Linked DNA regions of Arachis hypogaea: region 1 is linked to region 2. The links are chromatin contacts, called in public Hi-C maps. All regions are on one chromosome and are shown on one strand. The core of a region is the stretch at or near the end of the contact, and the rest is flanking DNA. Distances in the headings are between cores, read along the strand shown.

Region 1 (4,956 bases), core at 716-3,215, 59 kb before region 2:
CCGAAAAGGTAGATGACGATTCATACAGGACATCCAGCAGAAACTGATGCATAACGGGGATGAGGAAAATTGCATTCCAAGTCAGCAACCTGCGCGCTTATTATCTCGTGCAGCATCTGGGTGCAGCTTATTGACAAGTCAATGGTGGCAGATGCCTTCTCAGCCTCATGCGTTAGTATTAAGAACCAATATGAAGCATCATGTAAGGCGTCTATGGCAATGCGCTGGCCTTGGATGGTGGTGAGATCGCAGGAGAGAGCAATGTGGGAGCCGAGGGCTCCCAGGTTGAAGAGAACAGAGGCCTTCTCCAAATGGATGTTGTGCTGAGAAGAGTTCTCTTGTGGGTTGAAGGCATTGTACCAAACAAAGATAGGTGGGTTGGGTGAGGTAGTCATGGGGAACAAAGGCTCAATCATGCAAAGGCATTTGAAATAGCGGATGAGGCAGTCACGGCGCAAGGGTAGAGAGAGGTCATCACGCAGCATTTCACTACGCAATTTGTTTAGCAATTCGAGAAGGCCTTCTACACTCTTTGCCACACTCTCAGAGTATTTGAGGACAAAGTAATTGCGCAAGGACTCATAGAGGTCCAACGGCTCACTCTTCTTCAAAGGCAATGCCAGAATATGTGATGAAGACGAAGACGAAGACGAGGGGATTGCAAAATTCGTTGGATAAGGAGGAGGCATGTCCCATGGGTTAGCTACCAGCTTTCCACCATCCATAATCTTGAAAGGGCTGTCCTCGGAAAGGACGAGGTCAAGGTATACTCCTTCTAGCTTGGGCATCCACTGGTCCACACGCCAGCAAATCGCTCTAACTAATTTTTCATTGACAGATTCTGCATCATGATCAAGAGCACAGATAGATGAGAATGATCTAAGTGGCTGGGATATGGGTTGGACGGATGATAGCCTCTGACGTGCCTCCACTTGAAAGAATTCCTTCTTCTGATGAAGATGAGTTATCCAGGTTTGGTCAAATTTGTGGACATGCTCGGTTGCAACCGAATCACCTACTATCAGATCATACGCTCTCTGATAATGCTCAGAAGCCTACATCATCATCATCATCATCATCATCATAATATTGAAAATCTAAAATAAAAAAAATAAAATAAAATGTAAAATCAGTCTAGGGGCAAAACTGACCGATTGAAACGAAACGGCACATCTATATTTTTCGAAAGCCGAACTGCTGTTGTCTTTGAGTTGTTGCTGTGATTTGAGCTCCAAAGCCTGAGCGGAGAAGAGGCAGTGAAGACTCTCGGCGAAGAGGAGAGTCAAGTCGAGGGTGGCGGAGACGTCCTTGACGAGATCCTTCCAGAGTTTCAAGAAGAATATGGCGGCGGCATTGAAGGCGTCCATTGCAAGGTGACGGCCAAGGGCCGTGGTGCGGTCGGAAGAGGCCCCAATCTGGCTGCATACGGCGCCAATGTTGAAGACAACAGCAGCCATCTCCAATTGGATGCTGTTGTGCTGCGAGCTGACTCCATTATTATGCTCAGAGTAGAAGGCGTCGTACCAGACAAAGTTGATAAGTTCGGAATCGGCGTCGGAGGAGATAGCGATGAAGAGTGGCTCAACCATGCAGAGGCATTTGAAGTAGTGGATGAGGCAGTCACGTTGCATGGGAAGGGAGAGGTCCCCCCGCTCCACCATGTCGCTGCGGCATTTGTTTAGGGTTTCCAGAACGCTTTCAACTTTCTCTGCATCGCTCTCTGAGTATTTTCTCGCTACCAACTCGCGTAACGGTCGGTACAGCTCCACCGGATCAGTCTTCTTCACTGGGATTGCCAGCACCCTTTCCGGATTCGGATTCGGATTCGGGTTCGAGTTCGGGTTCAACAACCTCTGATTATTGTTGCTCATTAGGAATCAGAAAACGGATGAAAATGGGAATTGGATTTGTAAATTCTGCAGACTTGAGGGGAATCAGGCAAGTGGCAACTGCGCGAGAAAGACGACTCCAATTGTAACTGAACTTGATTGCCTTGAATTGCACGTGGGACAGGCGAAACGTCTAAAATACCCTTTATAACCGTCATCAATAATCAGAGCAATAGACCAATAAAATACCCTTTTTCGTCTTTCTAAGTTGTCCAACAACAACTTATTTCTGTCTGTTTAATAGAACGGGCCTAAAGACGCACCGTTGATTGGATAATCATTCTTTTAGATTATTTTCTTATGTTATTTTTCAGCTTTGGTCCTCATTTTTTTTTTGGTAATAGCTTTGGTCTAAATTTTAAAAAGAGTAGCATGGTCCAATAATGCTTAGGTGGACCTTTCATAATAGTTTCTTACATGGATCTTGTCAGGCCCAAAAAGAACATTTGTTTGTATCTGAGTTTATTAATTTGACGTTGACCAAGACCAAAAATGAAGCTTTGAAGTTGACTAAAAAAAAGGGTATCGCTCTTGAGTTCTCCTGAGTTCAGAGTTTCAGTTCAGACCACAAATGTTCACATGAAACTTGAAAGCCATAATTTATTTTACTTTTCTCTTTATTTTCAGAATTTTTTAAGTAATTACGTATTAACGAAAATAAAAGAAAAATAAAGAAAAAATGAGAACATTTTATTATTAATATAATTCTGAAAATCAGACTGAATTAACTGGTTTAATTCAGTTAACAGATTAGTTTATTTTAAGTTAAAAGATTAGTTTATTTTAAGGTATAAATCGTTTAGCAATAAATCAGTCAAAAACCAAAAAAACAATTAATCGATTGAACCGGTATGATTTTTTAGCGGTTAATCTAATTAAAATAATAAATTACACACAATTTTTAAAAAATATAATTTTATACATAAATATATCATTTCATTATATTCGATTTAATCCTAGTTATATTTTTATTTACTTTTTGAATCTCTAACTCTACTAATTTAATAACGGATTCGATTTTCAAACCTTTACTCATATTCATCCAAAAAGGTTATTTATAACCAAAAGGCAAAAAATATGAATCAAATTAAATAACTTATTCTATCTAATGATCAAGTCATTCTATCTATTCACCAAGTCATTTATACATATAATGGGATACTTATTCGGATTGAATTAATTAATTTCTTTATAATAAAATTTGAATATCGATGCTAAACCCTAAAAAGAATGAAATAAATATGAACATGATTACATTGAAGATTGATTCTCAAATCCACTTGATAACCACCTAATGAGAAATCTATGAAGTACGGACACTTCGTTGAGTTGCCGTATCCGCGTGTCGGACACATTTCGGACGCGATACTCGTCCGACACGTGTGTCTGCCGTGTTCAATCGTATCTTAATAAAAAATAAAAAAAAATTTTCCAGACACACTTGGACACACCTAAATACCATCACGTGTCTGCGTGTCCAGCCTTATTTTTAACTTATATTGTTGAAATGAATTTAGAAATAATATATATTATTATTTATTAAAACAAAAAATATTTTAGATACTTTTATATAATTAAAAAAAGACATAAAAAATAGTTAAAAAATTATTTTATATTTTAACAGCAATAAAATATCAAAAATTTATTATAATTTATCTAAAAAATACTTTATATTCTATATATATGCTGTGTTCACGTATCTTGTAAGATTTTCAAATTCGTGTGTCTGCGTATTCTGTGTTGTATTGTGTCCCGTGTCCGTGTCAGTGTCCGTACATTATAGTGAGAAACAATTTCATTTTCAATATGTAATCAGCCAAAAAGATGTTACACATGCATATATAATTAGCATAAGAATTGCTTGATAACTAACGCCCAATCAACTAATTAGCAGTCAACTTGTTATTAATTAGTAATTCTGATTTTTAAATTATCATTAATTAGTAATTATTTAAATTTTATTTTTTTAAAAATATAAAATCAATTAATATTAATTATAATTGTTTAAAGTTAGTCGATTAAGAATTATTTATCTATATTTTTTTTTAGCGTAATAAGCTTATTATTACTATTACTACGCAGTGATCAATTGTGAATGAGAGACTACTGACTTTAATTTGTTCATACTAGCTATCAAACAAAATTGATATAGGTATAAGCGTATACGTATACGTTCCAACTTATACATGGAATAATATTTGTTTATTTTCGGGTAGCCTAGTACGAATAGAAAGAAGAATTCAAATAATGACATAATCTATTATTTTTATAGTGGAATTTATTAGAAAAGATTTTTTTTTTTACCGAAAATAGAGAATTTCGAAGTCACAACCTATAATAAACGCTAGTAGTATAATCTAGCATGTATATATATGTTACGAATTCAAAAGTCAATATAAGAGAAAATTTCATTCTCTTTTTTTGAGAGATGCTAAATGACATTTTCATTCTCTCTATTTGTAAAATGTACATTTTCTTTTTCTATAACTTTTAAAAAATCGTTTTTTTAATTTATTTTAAAAAAAAATTTATTAACTAATGTTAATTTTATCAATTTTTTAAAAAAATTAAATTATTTTTTTTACAAAAATACTTTTTAAAAAAAATTTATTTTTTTATTATTAAATTTTGTTTACTAAAATACTCTTTAATAATTTTTTTTATTGACTAAATTGTATTTTTACCAAAATATTTTTAAAAAATAATAATTAAATTTTTTTCTAAAGATTATTTTTCGATATCAATATATATATTAATTATTATACATATTAAGAGTGGCAAAATTTTTTTATTTAATGTTAAAATAATATATATTAATATCTAAAAATTAATAATAAAATATAAAAATAATTGTTAAGAAAAATTTTGGTAAAATTACAATTTAATAATTAAAAAATTATTGAAGGGTATCTTAAAAAAATAATTTAATTATTAAATTTTTTTAAAAATATTTTGGTAAAAATACGATTTAATCAATAAAAAAATTTTATTAAAGGATGTTTTGGTAAGCAAAATTTAATGAAAAAAAAATAAAATTTTTCGCTAAAGGGTATTTTTGTAAAAAATA
Region 2 (4,898 bases), core at 1,988-4,487:
GCTTCGTCAAGTGACATTGGGGACGCTCGAGCTCCTGCGACAAATAGAAAGCATCCACCGGATTCACATGAAGGTGTAGATGACCATTCAGAAGATGAAGACTATGACCCGGAGGCGGATGAGATCGAGTCATTCGATGACCATCTAGATAACATGTTTGCCGCATATGAAGTTGAACGTCAAGGCAATGCCAATAGCAAAAAAAAAGGACACTGATTATTGGGTTGTTGATGTCATAGGTATTCTTCTGATGCTTGCTTCTTAGTAAATGTAATGATTCTTCTCCGTGCATTATATTCTCTTAGTAAACTAACATATGAAGTTTGTTCATTGCTGTTAGAAAATGGTGTGATCTCTTCTATGTAGCTGACTGTTAAGGAGGCATTAGCACTTCCTCCTGGAAAGAAGATAGTTCTACACCATAACAGAGAGTTGCAACAAGTTGGTCAGGCAGCGGGCTTATTGAGCGGGTTCTTGGAGACATTGGGGTCTGATTTTCAACAATTACCAATTTGTGCAAAGAGTTGGAAGACAATGAGCAAGGCTTCCAAGGAGCATGCGTATGACCAGGTTAAGGTAATGTTTACTCTTTTGTTTGATAAAGTAAGGCGCTACCAATGCTCGGTGTAAATTGCTATTTTTTTACATATTAAATGAACAATAGAAGGAAAGATTAAGACGCACACACATGATATCGACCATACAGATTTTTATAGAATATTCAATAAATTTCTAAGGAATTTTTTGTATAATTTAAATTGCACTATATAATTATACAGCTTAATCCCCAATTAATCTGATCCTTCGTGTATAGCAATGTAACTAATAATTGTAGTAATAGTAATAACAACAATAATGATAAAACTTATAAACCTCATGAGAATGTTAAAGCTGCTCCTATTGCTATTAATTAGAGAGTGACTAGCTATTATTTATGATTTTCGGTTAGATGAAAATGCCTGAGGAAAATAAAATTGGAACACATCTGCACAAGTTGATTATGTTACCGTCCTAACTTTGAAATTTTGAATGTTTATGTGGTTTTAATTTTTCCTTGAGAGATTATTTCATTGTTTCCTTTCTACGGGGATGCTGTTTTTTTTGTGCAGCAACTCTCTGTTAGTAGGTGGATACACAATTGGTTTTCTATTTTATTTGTTTTAGTCTGGTAAATTAGAGAAGGATAGTGCATGTTGGGTTTCTTGTAGTTGACTTCTGTGAATTTTGTTGTCGAGAATTGTTGATGTCATAAAGTATGTCTTTTGATAATACATAAGTCTGTTTGAGGTGGTTAATTATTATATGTTGTCTTTTGATCTGAACTACTTGTAGCGAGTCTTCCACTATGAGGACGATAAAAGAGGGTGGATAAAGCGGGGAATTTTACAAAGAATAAGAAGCTACTGGAGGAATTCAAGAAATCATTTGTTCCATAAGGTTTATGACGAAGAACTAACTTTTGAGGAAAATATCAAGCGTAAGCCAGTAGGAATAGAGGCAAATCACTGGAAAAAGTTTCTTCAATATTGGTTGGACGATGACACGAAGGTAACAAATATGTAGTTGAAATTTTATTGTATGCGATTTTAAATGGTAATGAACTACTACTAAATATGCTGAATTTATTGTGATAGTGGAAAAACTACTACCCAAAAGTTCATCACCTTATCACTTTTTTTGTTTCCTGAAGTTGTACGCTCAAGGCTGATTTATAAAATTATTAACAGTGTAGTAATTTATCCCGATAACATTTATTTTTCTTCGTTTTATGTGTAGGAGAAGTGTAGAAAAAATGCTGTTAATCGTTCAAAGCAACAATACACACATACCGGAGGTTCTAAAACGATGGCAAGAAAGAGACACGAAAAAGTAATTAATTTAACTTCAGTTCAAGAATATTGACGTGTTTCTGGTAATACAGTATTGTGTTTAATTCAAATGTGTGTTGATAATTGTTATAGGAGCAATGACAGGGAAGGCCTATTGGGAGAGGATAGGGATGGAACATGAGTCATAAAAAAAAGAATGGAAAATATAGGAATGAAGAAGCGCGTTTGGTTGGGGTAAATCATGTTCATTACTTTTTCAAATTTTCCTTTGCAATTACTATTATTGAATTTAGATTAGTGTAAATCCGGACCTCACATGTTTGCAGGAAGCAATTGAACTTATTGAGAGCCAAGACCCCTCTAGCAAGGAATTTTCACAGAATGATTCCCTTGCACAAGTGCTTGGAAAAGAGCGCCCAAGAAGAGTTCGTGGACTCGGTATTGGTACATGTCCGAGTCGGTGTTTTCGTAACATTCCAGAGTAGTCGGACTACGGTGTACAGATTGAGGAGTATCAGATGGAGATTGTGAAACTCAAGGCGGAGGCAGCAGAAGTTAAGGCGGAGGCAGCATAACTCAAGGCAGTAGCAGCAGAGGAAAAGGCAAAGAGACAGAGAATGGAGACAGAGGCAGCTGAAGGGAAGGCAAAAATACAGGCAATGGGAGATTTGTTGACATACGTAATCCAGCAATAAGGAGGTAATTTGCCACCTGAAATAGCTGCGGGTTTGGATTCTTTGAGAAGTGCACCAATCTCATCCCATGCAAGATGATGTGTGGGCACTAATGATTTGACTTATCAGTGTTGGAATCGGAATACTCTTTTATTATTTACTTTCGTAATGACTTTTGAGATATTTATTTGTAGTTTTTTATTTTGTTGACTTTATTTGTAGTTTACAGTAATGGATGCACTGGATGCAAATTATCGTTATAATGATTCACTTTTGCAAAATTAATTATGTTTTGTTTCGTGTATTATTTTTGGATTGGCTGTTGGTTATTTTAATAAGTTAATGCAATTAAGTGGATGAACATATAAAGAATAAAAGAGTTGTCATATTCTATTATAAATTCTGGTTTTTTTCTTAAAAAAAAGTGTTACTCGACATTTGGCAGCGGTTTTAAATCCGTTGCTATATTCATAACAGGATTAGTAAACGTATGGCATTTTGCAGCGGTTGACAACCGCTGCAATCTCCCTTAAATCATATTTTCACGATTTAGTAGCGGATGAAACCGCTGCAAAATAATTTCGCTGCAAAATACTATCTTTCAGCGGATTTATCAACCGTTGCTATCCATTTGGCAGCGGTTAAAAACCGCTGCTAATCCTATACATAACCGCTGCTATCTGTCGGATGTGGTGTAGTGCGCTGTGCGCAGGGAGAAATTAAACGGGAACGGATGGAGCGGAGACGAAGAACAATTTCCTAAACAGAAGCATTACCTTGTGCTCTCTAAGTCTTTTTTCCAGTTTTTTTTTTTTTTTTTTTTTGAAAGTGGTCCATAGAATTGGACCTCTCCTCTTGACTTTTTCGGCTTGGATCTTGCTAAACACTATTGAATTTCTTTTTGGTCATACATCATCTTATTAATTATTATAGTAGGGTGCAAGATCCCGATATATTTCTTTTGGACTTGTAATTACTTTTTTTTGGTGTACTGTAATTACTTCTTTTATTAGGCCTTTTGTGGCTATCCAAGAAAAAACACCTATGTCCATAAAATGTTTTAAAAGTAATAAACAATAAGTTTTCTAATACCAAAAACCAGAAGTTTTCCTTTCTCCTACAAATAAATACAAGTATTCTCAAAATATTTTGTTCCACTAAAATAAATAGTTTTTTGTTAATTTCATTTAAAAAAAAAAAAGTTGTTTCATCACTTACATGTTTCATTTTTCGTTAAAACTTAACAGTTGTCTAATATAATAAAGAATGTTTAAAGATAAATATTGTTGACTACACACAAAAATAATGCTTAAATTGCAATAGAACATTCGTCGAATAAAACTAAATAGTAATAATTCTAAAATTGAATCTAACTATTAATATAGTGTTTAGTTAAAATTTGTCTTAAAAATATGTATTAAGAATATAATTATATAAATTATTAAATTTTTTATGTATTTAATATATTAAAAATATAAAAATATTTTTTAAACAAAATTTAATCAAATATTTATTTTTATAATACTATTAAAATGTGCTTTTAAAATTCCTAAAAAATGCAAGCAAGACTTGAAAAGAGATTTTTTTATTATTTTACCCTTTAAATTCATTAACAAATCCAATTTTTATTTCATTGATCAGTTACAGATATTTGAATCTCAAGCAACCAATATAATTTATTAATTATATTTATACTAGTATCTATGTTAATTTTAATTCTAAAAAATATATAAAAAATATGTTGAAATTATATGTATATAAAATAGTAAATTCATATTTTTTTTATTAAAATAGATAAAAAAATCATATTTACCTAAGTCATATATATTGGCTCCAGTATATATCTCGTGTTATACTACTAATTAACAAATCCTCAAATATCTAATTAGAGAGAATTTGTGTGTTCGAGTAATTGAGTGTATATGAAAATTAAACAACAAAGATTTAGCTAATCTCCTCTTAAAACTATTTTTAATAAAAGATTTTAAATAATTTATTTTAATGAGATAATAAAAAATATATTAAAAAACAAAAACTTTATATATTTTCTATAATTTTCTCAAGGTAACCTTAAATTCCTTTAAAGTTTTAAATTACTAAGATTTTACCATATTAATTCTTAGCAATACAATTTAATAATAATAATAATAATAATAATAATAATAATAATAATAATAATAATAATAATAATAATAATAATTGTTCATATCCTGGGTCGAGCTACTCGACCCGGGATGTTCGGTAACAAAGCGACCGACCTCTTCAGGTCAGGCTATTCGACCTCTTCTCAAAGAGTTCGGCCAAATCGACAGGAAAGCCTAGTAAAGGGCCCAAGTAGAGGAACACGACCCAAATCCAAAGGCAGTCCAAGCCTATAGAGATAAAGGCGGTTTCC

The links. Hi-C and Micro-C count contacts between places; a contact is called where the count stands out from the background.
Region 1: a contact with region 2 is called in a Hi-C map of leaf, with 2.1 times the contacts expected there. The contact joins the promoter of LOC112729548 here to the enhancer-like site in region 2. A contact is called at or near these places in 2 of 8 Hi-C or Micro-C datasets (both in leaf).

What each region holds. Positions count from the first base shown.
Region 1 is chr12:5,094,253-5,099,208 of arahy.Tifrunner.gnm2.J5K5, reverse strand. LOC112729548 reads right to left here and starts at 1,965. Exons shown (of 3, transcript XM_029290513.2): 1 at 1,152-1,965; 2 at 90-1,055. The coding sequence starts at 1,871. It overlaps LOC140176582, which reads right to left. Exons shown (of 2, transcript XM_072208107.1): 2 at 1,871-2,032. The coding sequence ends at 1,871.
Region 2 is chr12:5,036,335-5,041,232 of arahy.Tifrunner.gnm2.J5K5, reverse strand. No RefSeq gene overlaps it. Among protein-coding and RNA genes, the nearest start is that of LOC112729546, 16 kb to the right of the region's middle. Within about 2 kb of position 3,237, at least 1 of the 3 cell types and tissues checked has open chromatin away from gene starts, as enhancers often do.